2 separate regions of the Mus musculus genome follow, and region 1 is linked to region 2. The links are chromatin contacts, called in public promoter capture Hi-C maps. All regions are on one chromosome and are shown on one strand. Each heading gives the region's core, a stretch centred on a gene start, on an enhancer-like site or on the middle of the called end of the contact. The rest is flanking DNA. Distances are from core to core; before and after follow the strand shown. Region 1 holds the start of Kank4os (KN motif and ankyrin repeat domains 4, opposite strand). Region 2 holds the start of Cyp2j9 (cytochrome P450, family 2, subfamily j, polypeptide 9).

Region 1 (2,700 bases), core at 130-2,629, 2.2 Mb before region 2:
CTGCAGAACCCAGGAAGGAGGAATGGGGCTGAATTCCTGAGGAATACTTGCTCTAAGCTGTGGTTTCCCAACTATCTAGACAGCAGTCCACAGCGTTGGAGCAAAAATCCTCGTGGTCTACTGAGTCCACTCACTCCCATGTTCCACCGGGGATGGGAATGGTAATAAAGGGTTAAAGTGGAAGAGGAAAATAAAGTGGTAATAAAGCTAATACTCAAGAGAGTGATCAACACAGATTCCCAACAATGATTTTATGAGTAACAGAAGTTTTTAAAAAAAAAAGTCTCATATCCAAGTGTTATAGCGGGTGAGGGTCATAGTTGCGAACTTTTAACCCTTCCTAGCAAGCTTGCAGGAGAGGAGTTCCTAAAAGGGTGTCCTGCAGGAGGATGGCATTCCACTGGCCTCCCAGAGCCACTCCCCAGGAGTCTGTCCTCAAGGGCACTGACTTTCAGGCCTTGCTGTCCCTGATACTGCTTGGCTGGGTCCTAAGTGAAGCCAACCTTGGAGACTCGGGGTTCCTAAGGAGGGAGTCCTGGGCATAGGACAGGAGTTCACAAAGTCCTGACTCCCTGGGAAAAGCACAAATGTCTTCTGCACTAATAACAAACGTCCTCTTTGAGACTGGCAGGAATTCCAGACCGTGCCCTGAGTTCTGAAGTACTGTTTGGAGGTGGCGGAGGTCACTCTTCTCTGCAGAATAGACAATGTTCTTAGCACCCTTGCAACAGACATTTTTTTTTCTTCTGTTTTTCTAGGACAGACAGGGTTTCTCTGTGTAGCCCTGGCTGTCCTAGAACTCACTGTCGATCAGGCTAGCTCAAACACAGAGAAAGCCTGCCTCTCTAACTGCTGGGATTAAAGGCATACACCAGCGCTGCCCTGCCAATTTTTCTTTATTAATGCCAATACTTAATTGATTCACATGTTTTGTTCCTAATTCCTTATGCCGATAAAATCATATTACTGTGTTACTTACTTTAAGAATCAGAATTTGGGTTCTCTTTAGTGCTATCTTGGAAACTCTTACCCTTGGCCACGGGACTAGGTCTTTGCTCTGAGAATTATAGATTTTAGAAGTAGGGTGTGTAGAAATAATTTTAATCGCTTTCTTCTTCCCCAGGCCTGGTTCCCAGAATGAGGACTCTGAGGCTACATATGTATTATTAAATGCCTAGGCCATAAGCTTTGGCTCATTCCTTGACAAGCTCACAACTTACTTAACCCATTGAATTTAGTCTACGTCTACCATGTGGTTAGTTACCTCTCCTTCAGTTCCGGCCCGCTTCTTCTTTCACTTCTCAGAATCTCCCTGCTGGTTTACATCTGTCTCTTCAGTCTGTCTTCTTGGTCCATCTCCTGTCTGTCCCTCTCCTTTTATCCTCTCACTATATCCCAGAATCCTTTCTCTTCCTGCCAGTGTCCCGCCTCCGACTTCCTGCCTCAGCTCATTGGCCATCGGCGTTTTTATTGACAGGTGATGCTTAGATTGTCTTTCCGTGGTATTCCCAGGTTCTTCTTTAAGAGCCTGGGAATTTGAGAATGGTGACACATGTCTCACATGTCTATGTTACCAGCACTTGGGAGGAAGACTAGGTATTCCATTCATCCTTGGGTGCATAGCAACTTTGACGTCAGCCTGGGCTGCATGAGACCCGGTCCAAAACAAAACAGGAGCGTAAATACTACAGGTGACACACATGAGCAAGAGAAAGCTTAGTTCTTGTTGTCAAGGAGCTTCTAGTCCACCAAGAGAGATCCAATAATAGTACAAGGACAAAAAAGCAAAAAGGAGAGAGAGAGAGAGAGAGAGAGAGAGAGAGAGAGAGAGAGAGAGAGAGACCCGTGCATACACGATATCTCTGTTCTTCAGCCTTGTCTGGTCTGAAGCTCTGATTCTCCTCCCAAATGCTGGCTTTTATGTATGTGCCACTAGGCCCGGTTGCATATGTCTTTATCCTGCTATCTAAGGCAAGTTGATTAGTGGCACTGTCGGGTGCCTAGTACTTCCTTCTGACTGGTTTATTTTATTTTTTAAGATTTATTTTACTTAGATGAACACGTATCTGTGTGAATACACCGCTGTTTGGAGAGGTGTGGGTGTGTGGAGGCGTGCAGGCATGTGTGCAAAGGAGAGTGCTTTGGACCCCTTGGAGCTGGAGTTAGAGACAGAGCTGAAGTTAAGGTGAGGCTGAAGTTACAAGCATCTGCACAGCTCTCGGTTATCTCAGCGTCATGGCTGCTCAGCAAGTGCTCTTAAACACAGAGACATCTAGTATTTGATTTCTTTTCTTAAAAAATACTTAAATTGTGTGTGTGTGTGTGTGTGTGTGTGTGTGTGTGTGTGTGTGTATGGTGGTGGTGGTGAGAGAGGACAACTTGTGGGAGTTGGCTCTTTCTTTCCACTGCATGGTGATAGAAATGGAACAGTTTGTCAGGTTTGACAGCTGGCACCTTTACCCATTAAGCCATCTAAAGGCCTCCAGCCAGCAGGATTTGTATATTTATCAAGCAGTTGTAAACTCAGGGAAATGACCATGTTTACCTCAGCTTACCCGTTTACCATTTCCTCATAGTATATACAGTGCATTATTGTACCGCAGAACCTCTAACTGTAACTGTGCACCCTTGAAGGACCTCCCCGACCTCTGAGATCCACCTGTTAAGAGGTCTGGAGCAAATGCGTTCTCCCAACACAGA
Region 2 (2,700 bases), core at 33-2,532:
ATAATCTGTTTTCAACAAAAGAAAAAAATCAAAAGAGGATTGAAAGAATACAAACAAGCTAAGCTTTGTTAAGTTTCTCTTCTTATTCCTCTGTCTCCCTCTTAAGATCTTGGAGAGTTAGAAACTTCAATTTATCTTTTTTAATCAATAAAAAGTTTGTAAGCAGACTGTATATCTATATGTTTAGTGCCTATGCATGTCTAGCCTGATATGTGGCTTAAGGGTCTCCTATATGTGGCACAGGGTGGAAAGTTCCATGCTGGAGACCAAATGTGCTTGGAGATTCTCATGGAAGAGCCGAGAGAGAACAAGCTGGAGATCTTTATGGAAAATGAAACAAACCAGATGCAGAAAGGCGAAGACAGCTTGTTTTCTGCGGTACTAGCCTAGATTAAACTGTGTTTGAGTAAATGGGGTCAGGGTCTGGGACTAGAAATGGAACCATGGAAGGAAAGGAGCAAATCTTTAGGAAGGTACACTGCCAAAATGCAGAAGGGGATAATCTGGGGAAGAGCAGGACCTACAACAGTAGTGTAGGGAATGAGTGGAAAGTGCCAAATATATGCATAAATATTTGTGAAAAAACATGGACATGAAAGTGCCCGTTAATCAAATTCACTAAATTATATACTAACCCTAAAAGTTAATAGGGAGGGAGGGAGAGTGCAAAGTGATGATGGAAAGGCTTCTTAGCATGGTCAAGGGCTGCGGTGTTCAGTTCTCTAACACTACAAAAGGGGGTAGGGGAGAATCAAGACCAGGGTGTTCTTTCTGTGAAGAATCTGTGGATTCACTTAATTCACTGTGAATAGCACTCAAAGCTGGTGAGCTCTTATAAAGAGGCCAGAGCGCTCCCTGGCGTGCAGCCCAGAAACATGGGCTGATACTGTTCCTGTTTCAGAAAATTGCAATCAGTGGTGAAAGGTTGTTTATAAAACGGGAGATCAGATGCACATGATACTCTCTGGGTTGCATGCAAATCACAAGCCTAGAACCAGAGAAATACTTTGTTTATGAGCAAGGTTCTTAGCTAGTCCATACATGCTCAAGTGGCTTCCCCACCCCCAAAGGAATAGTCTCCAAAGGCTAAGACTTGGAACTTGGAGAGGGGCGTGACGGAGAGTCTTGAGGCGGGGCCAAGGGGATGTTTGGGTCCTTAGGAAGACTGGGTAAAAGTGAAAGAGCTCTGGAGACAAAGCTCTGTTAAGACTTAGGGAAGCAGATAAACAAGGCGGGCCAAAGTTGCTGAAGTGAATAGAGCAGGGAGGAGGAGTCTGCAGGCGACAGATTGGAGGGGCCCTGTAGCGATTTGGGGGTTTAAACCACAGGCCTGGTTCATTCTGGGAACTACAGGCAGTGTCCTTGGGGAACTGCCTCAGTTCAGATTCTCATTCCTCCAAGAGCCTGCTCTGATATCAGCCATGCTTGCGGCAGCCGGCTCCCTAGTGGCTGCCATTTGGGCTGCGCTCCATCTCCGGATTTTGCTGCTGTCTGCTGTCACCTTTCTGTTCCTGGCTGATTTCCTCAAAAACCGTCGCCCCAAGAACTACCCGCCAGGGCCAATGCGCCTTCCTTTCGTGGGTTGCTTGTTCCATTTGGACCCCAAGCAGCCCCACCTATCCCTTCAGCAGGTAGGAAGAGGCAACACTGCCTGGCTGCATCCTGAAACTGTATATTGCCATCAGGAACTCGAGGATGTAGCCGAAGGCTGTTGCTGACAGCCCACTAACCCAGAGATAAGGTCTTACAGGTTACAAACAGTTGTAGATTTTCTTGATATCTGTCGATGAAAGATTCCCAGAGTGATTTTATGGCCAGAAAACTTACTGTCTCTGATTTTAAAGTCTTTTAAGTATGTCAAGGTAGATTTGATGACGTAATAATTTATCCTCATAAACACGTTATGTTGGAGTAAGAAATAGGATGTCCCAGATGTTGGTTACACTACCTATCCAGTTTTGTTTTGTTTTGTTTTGAAAGTGTGTTCTCCTCTTGACCTGTGTACATATCAGTTCTCTGATTTGTCTTATTGAGCCTAGTTTGGTCCTTTTGCATCTTTGATGACTGCTCACCTACTGACTTTATCTAATCCAGAGAAAGATGCACTGAAGTTTCCAGCTCCACTAAAAGTCTGCCTGTTTTCCCACTGAGTTGTTGTAGCTCTCCCGCTTGTCCTGGAAAAATGGTTATGAGTACATAGTACCTGTATAGGACTGGAAGGTCTTTCTGCTCTATGACCCTCTTCCCACGTGATATTTCTTATCTACAGTAATTTTCTCTGTTTAGATAGTGAATACTCTGCCATGTGTGACCATCCCTGTCACTTTCCAGTATTTGTGAAGATTGGCTATGTCTGATTATTTATTGCTAATTTGAGGATTTAAACCCATATTTTTCCTTCTGTTCTCCCACCCATTTTTTTTTTAAATTCTGAGTTCTCTGTGTGTTTTTTAGACACTTTCCAAATACTTGCCTCTCTATTCCTCTTTGCTCTTTTCTTATATCTCCTGGATATCCTTGTATCATCCTCCCAGCAGCTGCTCAGTGTTTGTTATTCATTGCTCACATTCGACTGACTTTGTTAACACTATTTTTTCAGGGGAAGCAAAACAACTACAAAACTAGAGGACCCTATCCTCTCTCTATGGCCCAGCTGCCTAAGGTGTTTCCTCCACACACACTAAGAACTACACCAGACAC

Evidence for each region. Promoter capture Hi-C pulls out the DNA fragments that hold promoters and counts their contacts.
Region 1: a contact with region 2 is called in a promoter capture Hi-C map of liver, with 2.3 times the contacts expected there. The contact joins the promoter of Kank4os here to the promoter of Cyp2j9 in region 2. A contact is called at or near these places in 1 of 39 promoter capture datasets (liver) and 1 of 115 datasets of contacts at active chromatin or transcription factors (astrocytes).

What each region holds. Positions count from the first base shown.
Region 1 is chr4:98,792,447-98,795,146 of GRCm38.p6, reverse strand. Kank4os (KN motif and ankyrin repeat domains 4, opposite strand) reads right to left here and starts at 1,379. Exons shown (of 3, transcript NR_040437.1): 1 at 1,265-1,379. The region is part of intron 1 of Kank4 (KN motif and ankyrin repeat domains 4); the gene reads left to right.
Region 2 is chr4:96,590,067-96,592,766 of GRCm38.p6, reverse strand. Cyp2j9 (cytochrome P450, family 2, subfamily j, polypeptide 9) reads left to right here and starts at 1,282. Exons shown (of 9, transcript NM_028979.2): 1 at 1,282-1,631. The coding sequence starts at 1,422.